Regions from separate parts of the Mus musculus genome. Here region 1 is linked to region 2. Evidence: chromatin contacts called from public Micro-C data. All regions are on one chromosome and are shown on one strand. The core of a region is the stretch at or near the end of the contact, and the rest is flanking DNA. Distances in the headings are between cores, read along the strand shown. Region 1 holds the start of Klhl15 (kelch-like 15). Region 2 has its middle 33 kb from the start of Eif2s3x.

Evidence for each region. Hi-C and Micro-C count contacts between places; a contact is called where the count stands out from the background.
Region 1: a contact with region 2 is called in a Micro-C map of embryonic stem cells, with 13 times the contacts expected there. The contact joins the promoter of Klhl15 here to the enhancer-like site in region 2. A contact is called at or near these places in 6 of 484 Hi-C or Micro-C datasets (cerebral cortex, embryonic stem cells, muscle stem cells and 2 more) and 8 of 115 datasets of contacts at active chromatin or transcription factors (the SCID.adh cell line, effector CD8 T cells, embryonic stem cells and 4 more).

The regions. Positions count from the first base shown.
Region 1 is chrX:94,231,962-94,238,259 of GRCm38.p6, reverse strand. It overlaps Klhl15 (kelch-like 15), which reads right to left and starts at 3,330. Exons shown (of 3, transcript NM_001039061.1): 1 at 2,840-3,330.
Region 2 is chrX:94,176,242-94,182,207 of GRCm38.p6, reverse strand. No RefSeq gene overlaps it. Among named protein-coding and RNA genes, the nearest start is that of Eif2s3x, 33 kb to the left of the region's middle. Within about 2 kb of position 4,322, at least 431 of the 459 cell types and tissues checked have an H3K27ac peak or open chromatin away from gene starts, as enhancers often do. A contact at or near this core is called in the SCID.adh cell line, cerebral cortex, effector CD8 T cells and 7 more, where this site is marked.

The sequences.
Region 1 (6,298 bases), core at 2,081-4,580, 57 kb before region 2:
TCTATCCAGATATCTATGACTCTCTTTAGATCACTAGGAAGTGAGCCCTTGTCCCAAACCCGTCTTAAAATAACAGAACCCAATGGACTTGGTGGCACACACCTTTATTCTCAGCACTCAGGAGGTAGGAGCAGGTCGATTTCTGTGAGTTCAAGGCTAGCCTGGTCTACACACAGGAGTTCCAAGACAGCCAACACTACACAGAGAAACCCTGTCTCAAAAAAAAGCAAACAAACAAAGCTTAAATAGAAGTTACAAAACCCTCTAAAGAATCTAAAAAGAATCTTTATCTCCACTCTCGGCCTTATTTTTTCCCTATATTTTATGCTGAAGTAATTTGTTTTGAGACAGGGTCTCATATTCCAGGCTGAGGAAGATTCTGAACTGACCCTACTGTCTCCACCACCTAGTGCTAGAACCATAGAAATGGGCCACCAAACTAACTTTCTGTACCAGGTATAGTTACATGTGCCTATGGGAGGCTGAGGCACAAGGATAACCCCAAGTTTAAGGCAAACCTGGGTTATAGCGAACGACTGGGGGAGAAAACAAAACCTTGTTAAAACTACTAACACTAACCTGAATCTCCAGCACCTAGAACAGTATGTGGCACATAGGAAATGCTTAGTAAATGCCTCATGTACAGACAAATTTACTTCACAAACTTCCATGTTCTATAACCACTTCAATTTAAAGATGAAAAAATCCAAACTATGAGATTAAGTTACTGGCCTAAGGTTATGATATCAAATTATGGAGCTAGGGTCTTCTGAGATCTACCCCTTCCTAATAAACCACTATTTCAACAAGCCCTCACTAATGGCCAGCTTTTGTTCTTTAATTTTAAAAAAGCCCAAATGGCCTATAGCACTCTACTTCTGAGGAAATGTCTGACAGCGAATTAATCTACAGCACATCCCCCACCCAGGTCAAGAGTCATTGTCCTCATGTAACATTCAGTCCCCAAACCTGACCATAGGCCACCAACATCACAGGGACAGAGCTAAAATCAGGGGGAAACTGTTAAAGGAACTAAAATATAACATCTTTTCCTTTCTCCCATCTCTCTTGACTTGTCATGATATGTTTCTACTTGTTGGTATATGTTGTCCTAAATAAAGAAAAATAAAAATTTTCAATTCTTAGCACAAATTCTACCATTATTTATATTGTGCGATGCTGGTTTACACACATCATTAAACCAAGTCTAAAGCCTGGCTTCTGAACATCCATGAAGCCAGTCAAGTCAGCCTTGGCTCCATGATAACCCACAGCAAGGCAGAGAGGTCAAACTCAGAAATGCTCAGTAAAGTAGTGATCTGTGAAAATTATCTTCAGAACAAGGGATAAAGCCAAAATATAAAAGCAGTCACTTTAAAGCTGGCTGTTCCTTTTCCAACCTAATCTGTCTTTTTAAAAAATACACAAGCATACTGTGAAAGACCACTGGCATCAGACCAGGGAATTAAAATTTTAACATCTACTCAGAAAAAAAAAGAAGACTAAAAATAATATACTCCAAAATGCTCCTTTCGCTTTTAATTGACTATTATAAGCCAAAACATTCTACAGTTTTGAAACTCTAGAAAGTAAATTCTATTTTCGAGCCACAAATATTTACTATCTTATTTCTTGCCAATTAACAGGTAGTAAAGAGTATTAACATCCTTTACCACTGATGAAATGGGACTCAAAGCACCTACTAAGTGCTGTGATTAAAAACAAGAACTGAATTCCTCAAATATTGCATGAAGTGCTAACAAGTTGAAATTCCCTGTACATTGCTGGATCTACTGAGCATTAGAGAAACATGGATGCATGTGTAAGCTCTTGAAAAACCATTTTCAAATGATTAGAAGTATTCAGTCATCCTGTTCTGTAGATACGAAAAGCAAACACTGAAATTAAAAAACACACACGCTTTTAAAATGACAACAGTAAATCAGATTGACAAAGGAAGTGAACCTCTTAAAAATAAAAAAGACTAAATAAATATAAGGTGTTAAATATTCTGAATAAGAAAGGGGGCTGAGAGGCCTAGAAAGATGAAAAGCCCTACAGTAACATTAAATTTGAATTAAAGGATACCGTTATTTAAATAAGCAGTTGGCATTTTGTAGAGGGAAGGCCAACGAACACTGACTATTAAACAGCTATCCATCACTGCGCTGTTCTGCTAGTCCTTATTTACTTATAATATAGAAATGAAGAGGCAGCAACAGTTAGCCACATTAACCACTCAAGCAAAGGTTACCTAAAGAAAATGACCTTACATTTTCCTACACCACTATACAGCTATAGATTATTTTCACATATATGACCTCATATAGTCCTCACTACCTCTCTGATGTGGCTATTATCGACTACACCGCATAGATAAGAAACTGAGGCTCCGTCCGAGATCTCCTCAGTGCGAGATTTTCTCAGTCGCCCAGTCGGACCCAGACATTCTGATTATGCCGCACGCATTATGCCGCACATTTCGCATAGTTCTATTTAAGGCACAAACAGGATTTTTAAAGGGAAGGAACCGGTTAAGGGGGAAATAATCATGGTACCTGCAGCTCTATGCTGCAAAAAATGGCTGAATTATGCTTCTTCCTTTTTTTCTCCTCTCTCTCTCTCTCTCTCTCTCTCTCTCTCTCTCTCTCCCCCCTCCCACCAGAAAAAAATTTACATTTCAAACAATTTAAGTAAACTCAAAAGACAAATTAGCTCCCAGCATCTACAAAATGTTTGAGTGCGGCCAGTGCGGTGAGGGCCACGGAACCCGTGCCTTCCTCGGGGCCGCGAGCAAAGCCTGGGCTCCGCAGGCCGGCGGCCAGGGGCGGCTACGCACCTCGGGGGTCCTGTCCAGCCTCTAGTGGACGGCAGTCTGCATCAGGAAGAAGTGGGCCAGTGGCCGAACGGTGGGAGGGTCGGGCGCCGGGATGGACCGCGATAGCTCCTCGAACCTCTACAAGGGGCCGCTCCCTGGCCGGGCCGGAGCGCTCCGGCGCCGGGCGAGCTCGCAAGCCCGAGGCCCCCCGAGAAACAGTCCTGGGAAAGAAGACAGCGGTTGAGTGGCGAGTCCAAACAGTTGGGCTAGGCGTGACGCGCGCGGCGTCGGGGCCGGGGCCCAGCCTCGCCAATACCGGGGGATGTCGCGGCACTGCACGGGGCTCGGCTGGAGAGGCGACTCAGGACCACCAACTGGGGGACAGCTGAGGGGGCCGAGGGCAACAGAAACGCCAGCGGGAACCACATACACGACGGCGTCTCCGGGTTTCTGCCCCCAAAGCGCGCGGAGCCTCGGGATCACCCACGCCGGGGGTGGAGGAAAGCGGGAAAGGGGCGGGAAAGGGGCGGGGCGTGAGAGGGCCACGAGCCAGGGGCCGCTCCGGGCCTCGCGCCCCCTGCGGGCCGAGGGAGCCGCCCGGGGCCCGCCCAGGGGGGCGGGGCCCACGGGCTAGGGGCCCGGGCCAGGGTCTCGAGGACGCAGAGCCGAGCCTGTCCCCGAGAGAGGGCGGGGACTGGAAGCCGTGGGTTAGGGAGCAGGCCTGGGAGGCCCCCTTAGCCCCTGAAGGCGCCCCGTGGGGGCCGGCGCGCCGCCTGGCGGGTGTTTACCTTCCCCCTGGTTGAACGCCAATGCCGCCATCTTTCAGCCCAGGCGCGTCACTTCCGGCGCCACGGAACGGGAGCCGGTGTGGGAACCGGGTAGAGGGAGGGTTGTCCCACGCCAGCTGCGCGCCTTGCCCCAGAGGCGGGCCTGCTACTGTAGTGGGGTTGGGGGGTGACGCGGCGGGGCCGGGGCCAGAGAGAAAGGAGGTAGAGGGGCTCTGCAGGAGGGATCCGCTGAGGTTGACCCTCAGAGCCCTGCCGTCGAGGCTGGAGAGACTCGGCCGTGCACTTCCACCCCTGCAGCAGGGTCACTCCGCCTGGCCCGGAGGTGGGCCCCGTGGCGCTGCAGCGAACACACAGTGCGCAAGTTGAGGGCTAGGAAACCTGGAAAATTCCATTTTTGCATCTTGCACACCGTCGGATGAGGGGAGTTTTGCCAATGGTACCTGTTATAAAAGTGACTAGGTGGACGCCAAATGGCAATCATTTTTTATAAGGCAATTTGCAATGAATCATTGCGTCACGGTTCCACTTAGCTTATCGCATGCAAATTACATGTTTCACATGCAAATTTCCCAGAGATGGAAAGAGTCATCGAAAATGGCATTATCTTCACCAAAGGTAGAAAAGTACGAGCTAAAAAAGCGGGTTTGTTTTGCATCAAAATAGGCAAGAAGGAATATACAGAAGGCACCAATTTCAGTTGTTCCTTGAGGAGGGGTCTGTTTGTTTTACAAATCTGCTCTAGAATTCTAGGTCATGGCTTTTAAATACTACCCTTACTTGATTTAAGAAAATGGAAATACACTGTAAGACTTTTGTAAATTTATTATATATCTCTGTAAGAGAGCTGTAGATGACAAATACACAGTTGAAGCCACTGGTTCTACGACCAGTTAAAAATTAAGACAACCGTTAACCATTTCTGATCTTAACAGATCTCTTTGCTTCCCCTGTCTCTAGCTCCACCACCGAAGCCCATCCCCCACCCCCACATCGCCACTTCTCTCTAAATGAATATCCTGATGAACTTTTCAAGAGACTGTGACTAAAAGTGATCAGTATCTCTTTCTAACAAACTTGATTAACATGCCACATTTCCCAAGAGGCCAAAGTAGCACATCGTGTACTGTTTTGCTGAAGTACACTACTTCATTGTAAAAATAATTATTATTTTGAAAATAGGAAATAATCTCTTTTCTGACTTAAACACTGAAAGTTCAAAACTTGTCTCACCTATTCTGTTTTTTCCAGTAGCCCCTTTAATGCCTTTATTTGTGTTGGTTATTTTTAAATCCTAGCTGGTTGGGTGGGTGAGCTGGCTCAGCAGGTAAGGGTGCTTGCCACAAGAGTTCTAGCCTCAGGATCCACAGAGTGGAAGAGAGAACTCTCTTCACTCACAAGTTGTTCTCTGACCTTGACATGTGTCATGCCTGCACACATACACACTTAAACAAAAGATAGTAAACAAAAGATAGTAACAAGATCTTAAATTCTAGTTTGCTATCTTTGTATATTACTGCTTGATTACCCCAGAATGTATTACCTTAAAACAACACATTTAAAACTTAAACTATAAAATTAACTTTCAATTGCACACATTCAATGTCTGAATTTTATGTTTTATATGTCATAAATAGCTAAAAGAGTTGAATTTTTTTACATTAACTAACAGACATGCATTTTAAGCTATACATTACCATAAGTGAGTGATCTGTCTAGAGGTTTCTTTCTGTTTCTGACTTGGAAAACAGACGTGTTTGTCTGGTGTAATAGGTATGTATAACAGTGAGTGGTGTCACAACGTATTCTGATCAGTATACACATTCTCTGGCGTCATGTGATCTCATCTGGCATTTTCTTCTGTTGCTCTGCCCAAAATCTTTTCAAAACGACTTTCCTGTTTCTGAAAGTGAAGGGTTTGTTTGTTTGTTTGTTTGTTTGTGGGTTTTTTGGTTTGGTTTTTTGTTGTTGTTGTTTTTTGTTTTTTGGGGTTTTTTTTTTTTTGCCAATATGTATGAGTGTTTGGCTGCTTGTGTGTATGTGCACCTGCTGTGTGCCTGGTGTCCATCGAAGTTAGAAGGTATCATATCCCCTGGAACTGAAGTTACATGGAGCCACCATGTGGACACTAAGACTAAGCCTCTGCATGAACAGCATATACTCTTAACCACTGAGCATCGCTCCACCTTCCTATACTGTGTCTTTCCACCCATCTATATATGTTTACTATATAGAACCCCCCCAAAGCTATCCTTAACAAATGATGCTGAGCCAGGATAGGTGCTTGCCACACAATCCCCCAGAACCCACATAAAAGTGGAAGATGAGAATCGACTCTACAAGGTTGTCCTCCGACTTCTACGTGTATGCTGAGGCATACCCATCATATACATACACATCATATACATACACATCATATACATACACATCATATACATACACACTGATTTAATTCTAAAAATAAATGTAGATGATGCCACTTTCACTTCTCTCCCTAGGGATGAAAGCTAAGCCCTCGCTGTTTTTTCAAGTACTGTATTATATATAGGATGGTCTAACATTTTAATACCCAGGAAAATAAAACCCCTTTATCTAAATAAACTGACACCTGCTGCAGTAATTCCTGTTTTCACTTGCAGCAGGCATCGCTTAACAACAGTGATATATTCTGAGAAATGAATAAGCAAGTGATTTT
Region 2 (5,966 bases), core at 3,073-5,572:
AAGGCAGTAACATAAAACTGGGCAGCCTCCTGTCTTGAGATTCCCTCCTCCAAACAAATTAGCCCATTACTTTTTAATTCAGCCTCACTCAGGTTCTCAGGATGGAGGGAGCAAACAGATTCTTTGCCAGAATAGACCAGGAATGAGCTCCAGAGTCCACAGTTCCTTCTGCACCCTCACAAGGCGGGCCTCCACTTTGGCATTTCTCTAAGCATTGTGGTCTGTTAAACTCTTGCCAGAATAGCTAGTTTAGCTATTCCAGGACAGCCAGGTTTCTTACACAGAGAAATCCTGTCTCCAACAACAACAACAACAACAACACCTAAGTAAATGTAGAAAAGGAAATGTTGTAGTATACTAAGCAAAGAACTCTCAGAGCCATCCTATTTAATGAAACAGTGGGCTAGGTTATAGCTCATAGAACACTTGTCTGTATGTACAAAGCTCTAGTCTCCACCACCTAGCACTTAAAAAGAAACCTTACTAAAACATCAGAACTTGGTGATATCTTGTCGTGCCATAGATAAGGAAAGTTTTAACATGCACACAACCAAGAAAGCAAGTACATTCACTCACATCTGTAATTCAGATACTCAGGAGGCTGAGGAACCAATGTAAAATTGGAGCTACTCTGAGCTACACAAGACAGTCTCAAAAGGGGTGGAGTGAGAATTGTGGGTTGATGAAGCAACTGGGCTGAATTTGAGCAGATGCAGTTTTATTGGATTTCCATTCATGCTTGTGTTTAGAACAGTCTAGGACTGCCACTGCCCAGTTCAGCTCTGCAGCATTGCTTTCTGACACTTTACAAATGAGGTATACATATTAGTAATGGAAAAGACGGAAGCCGGGCCTGGTGGCTCATGCCTTTAATCCCATTGGGAGGCAGAGGCAGGTGGATTTCTGAGTTCGAGGCCAGCCTGGTCTACAAAGTGAGTTCCAGGACAGGCAGGGCTACAGAGAAACCCTGTCTCAAAAAACAAAACAAAAGCCAGCCTGGTCTACAAAGTAAGTTCCAGGACAGAGAAACCCTGTCTCGAAAAACAAAACAAAACAAAACAAAACAAAACAACAACAAAAAGACAGAATATGGGGCTGGTGAGATGGCTCAGTGGGTAAGAGCACCCGACTGCTCCTCTGAAGGTCCAGAGTTCAAATCCCAGCAACCACATGATGGCTCACAACCATCTGTAATGAGATCTGACTCCCTCTTCTGGAGTGTCTAAAGACAGCTACAGTGTACTTACATATAATAAATAAATAAATCTAAAAAAAAAAGACAGAATATTATTTACAAGATATTGACTATCCACCCAGAAAACATAACTTGGGATGGGTAAGACAATAACATGACAAAATTATTATCTACCATACATGTACAATAAAAATGTAATAGATACAAACTCTTCAGGCATACATTCACATGGAATGAGATACGTGGCACATGTCTTTAATCCCAGCACTGCACTGAGGGAGGAGAGGCAAATCTGTGAGTTCGAGACCAGCCTGATCTACAAATTGAGTCCAGGACAGCCAGAGCTCTGTTACACAGGGAAACCCTGTCTCAAAAAAACAAAAACAAAAACAAACAAAAAAAAACCCAGAGCAAAAATAAATATGTGAGTAAATCTCTAGCCTTTTGCTAAATATCCAAAGGATATAAACAATTAGAAAGTGGACCATATTCTTTTTGTTTGGGGCAACTCTGTTATAGAGACGTCCATGCCTCCAAAGTTTTCATTCCATTCCATCATGTGATCTCAATCAAAAACTTCAGTTGTGCATGTGATTGAACATGTCCACATATGCATGCCAACATGCATGGGTGCCACGGCACATGTAGAGGACAACTGAAAGGAGCCAGTTCTCTCCTTCTACCATGCGAGTCTTGAACATTGACCTCAAGTCACGGGGCTTGTCAGCAGGGCACCTTTATCTGCTAAGCCAGCTTACTCCCCAGCCCCTAAATCTTAGTAAGATTTTTAAAGAGCTTGTCCAGGGCTGGAGAGATGGCTCGCAATTGAGAGCAGAAACCCTTCTGCACTAGTCTTCAGGTGGTTCCTAAACACCAATAGCTCAAACTCCAGAGGGAACCAATCTCTGGCTACTCTGGGCACCATCACTCTCATTCAAACACACACACACACACACACACACACACACACACACACACACATAATTAAAAATAATAAAAGCATTGTTCATTTGTCTAATTGTTTTTGTTGTTTTGTTTCTTTTTCGAGACAGGGCCTCTCTACATAGTCCTAGGTGGCCTCAAACTTGCTATGTAGAACAGTCTGGCCTCAAACTCACAAAAATCACCTGCCTCTGCCTCCAGAGTATATACATAAATAATATATATATATTAGGGGCTTGAAAAGTGATGACTGCTCTTGCAAAGGGCCCTGGTTACTAATTCCCGTTCCAGGCGATCCAACACCATTTTTTTGCCCTCAGCAGACACCAGACACACGTGGTCCACAATACAATCATGAATGAAGACAAAATACTCACAAAATAATAGCACTTTTTGGAGGGGGGAGGGCGGTTCAAGACAGGGTTTCTGTATGTAGTCCTGGCTGCCCTGGAATTCTCTGTAGACCAGGTTAGCCTTGAACTCACAGAGATTCACCTGCCTCTTCCTCACAAGTGCTGTGATCAAAGGTGTGCACCACCACCATCTGGTTTAATATATTTTTAAAGATTTTTTTACTTTTAATTATGAGTATATGCGTATTGTCTGGGTATGCAAGTATGTGAGTGGCTGAGGAAGCCAGAGGCATTGTATTCCTCTGGAACTGGTTTTTTTTCTTTTTTTTTTTTTTTTTTTTTTTCGGGGCAGGTTTCTGTGTATAGCTCTGTATAGTTCTGGCTGTCCTGAAACTCACTTTGTAGACCAGGCTGGCCTCGAACTCAGAAATCTGCCTGCCTCTGCCTCCTGAGTGCTGGGATCAGAGGCGTGCGCCACCACGCCCGGCCCTCTGGAATTGTTAAAAGCCAGATTCCGGTCCTCTGAAAGTGCAGTAAATACTTTTAACCGCTGAGTCATATCTGCAGTCCTGACATACATTAAAAAAAAAGATTTATTTATTTATTTATTTATTATGAGCACAGTGTAGCTGTTCTCAGACACACCAGAAGGGAGCATCAGATGGTTGTGAGCCACCATGTGGTTGCTGAGACTTGAACTCAGGACCTCTAGAAGAGCAGCCAGGGCTCTTAACCGCTGAGCCATCTCTCCATCCCGATATACAACATTTTAGAGCATCTTTTTTTCAATTATCCAATTGCTTATTCAATTTATTTTTATTTTTTTGGTGTTTCGAGACAGGGTTTCTCTGTGTATCCCTGGCTGCCCTGGAACTCACTCTGTAAACTAGGTTGGCCTCGAACTCAGAAATCTGCCTGCCTCTGCCTCCCAAGTGCTGGGATTAAAGGCATGTACCTCCACTTCCCGGCACTTATTCAATTTTAAAAATTAAATTTATTTTATTTATAGTGTGTGGAGAGCATTTTCACAGCCCATGTGAATGTCCGAGGGCTTCCATTAGGGTTGGAGGAGACTCTGAAGCGAATTCGGCTGTCAGGCTAGGCAGAAATCATATTTACTGGCTGACTTTCTCACCAAACCCAAAATCATAATATAAAATGTGTTACTGCTGCAGAGACAGATCAATCATTCCACCAGACTACAACCAGACTTAAAATTATAGTTATACATTTTATAGACAGAGTATGCTATCAATGAGAAAAAGGCATTCCTTTTTTGAACAGAAAAAAAAAAATCATTGAACAAAAAGTCACGCCTAAGACATGGACATATTGGGCCCTGGAATAGACAGTTGTGATAGGCAAATTTGAAATAAAAGTGTTTAGTTGTTTAGGAACCAGTGTTTTGGGTTTGTTTTCCCCCTCATCCTTGTAAAAAGGGCAGGGCAGGCAGGCAGACAGCTTCCGCAGCGGCAGCCGTGGCGCCCGGGGCGCCCGCGCCGCGGCGCGCGCGTGCGCAGTCGACACACGGAAGACCCAGCCAGAGCCGATTCGGCCCCCGAGTTCACTTCCTGTATAGTCCCCCCGCCCCTCCTCTTCCGCTACCCGCGCCGCGTCGCCGCCTCCACCGTGGGAGTATCGCATGGCTGGTGGAGACCAGCTCCTCCCTAGTCGCCCGCTGCTTCCCGAAGCGCCGCCGAGCCTGCGTAGTGCGCTACGCCTGGGTGATCGAGCGCGGAAAGAGAGTTGACTCCTTCCGGCCCCAAGCAAGTGGGTGCTGGGCAGACAGGAAGTGACGAGGCTGGGAAAAGGGGTGGGTCCAGCTCTGTCAGTTTGAGAGCGGAGCTGACGTGCTCTAGGTTTTACCCGCTGAGCCATTAGGATGCGGTCTGGCTCCACTGCACACCACGCTCTTCCTCCACGTGGAACGTCTAAAATGAACGAGGAGTGGCCTGTTTTAGTCCCCCTGCTCGTTCCTCCGCCACGGAGGAGTCCTGCTTTTTCTGCTCTGCACTCCAGCCTTGGACAAACAGCCGCCCCGCTGAGCGTGTTCCATCATGCCGCTCTGCTTGGGACGCCTCCGTGGCTTCTTTCCATTTTTTTGCTTGCTCCCCTAAACTATGTCCCATAAGCCTTAAGTTACACATTTTCTTTTGATTCTATTTGGAAAGGAAGATTGATTTTTTTTTCAGGGTTTTAGAGCTACGTTTTCAATTAAGTATTTCGCCAACAGCACATATGACGGGTAATTTTAGAATACAATTTGGGGATGGTGTTTGCAAGGATGCTTGTTGTATTTGGCTTTAGGATGAAGTTTTTTTTTTTTTATCATGTATTAAAACATTCCAGCTTCATCGCTGCAAAGCCATAGTGAATTTGAAATGCTGTGAAGGGCTAAATTAATCTCCAAAGCAATAGATGCCTGTTGGTTAAATTAAAAACCTAAACTCAAGTGGAAGGGAGGAGAGTCTGCTCCTACCAGATTGCTCATTTTCTCTCCTGAAACCTTCACTTTGTTTATTTGGTTAGTGCAGGTTCTCACTATATTTCATGCTGGTCGGAATTCTCTAGGGAACTGACAGAAATCTGGATTTGCCTTCCCAACGACTGGGATTATAGACATGAGCCACCATACCCTGCTAACCCTATGCCTTTTAAAGCACATCGTTTTACTGTGGTGATGGACATCAACGCTATCTGTCTCCAGGGACCTCTGAAGCCTTTTTCGTGACCTGGCTTAGTTTGTGTTTCTTTGTTTTGTTTTGTATCCTGTGGTTTTTCTAATGGATTTTTCAGAACTTTTGCAATTTCACAGCTATCCAACCTCCATGTCCTAAATTTTAAGAACTTAAACTGAGTGCTAGCAAGATGGCTCAACAGTTATAAATGCTTGCTAGGTAAGTCTGATGACCTAGGTTCATAGAGAAAGGAGAACACAGATTACCAAAAGTTGTTCTCTTGACTGGACCGTGGTGGTGCACGCCTTTAATCCCAGCACTTGGGAAGCAGAGGCAGGCGAATGTCTGAGTTCGAGGCCAGCCTGGTCTACAAATTGAGTTCCAAGACAGCCAGGGCTACACAGAGCTACACAGGGCTACCCAGAGAAACCCTGTCTTGAAAATAAAAACAATCCCAGCACTTGGGAGGCAGAGACAGGCCGATTTCTGAGTTCGAGGCCAGCCTGGTCTACAGAGTGAATTCCAGGACAACCAGGGCTATACAGAGAAACCCTGGCACAAAACAGCAACAAACAAACAAACAAAAAGGAAAAAAGCTGTTCTCTGGACTCCATATTCATATCTCTCAAACACTAATAAAAATTTCAAGTTTTTATAAAAAGAATTTTTGTCCTCAGTAGTACTGGATTTAGGACTCAGTTTCCATTGCCAGCAATCACAGCGCTCTGTTACTATAGTCCCAGGGGATTCAAAACCTTCTGCCCCCCCCCCCCCGGCACTATATGCACATGGTACACA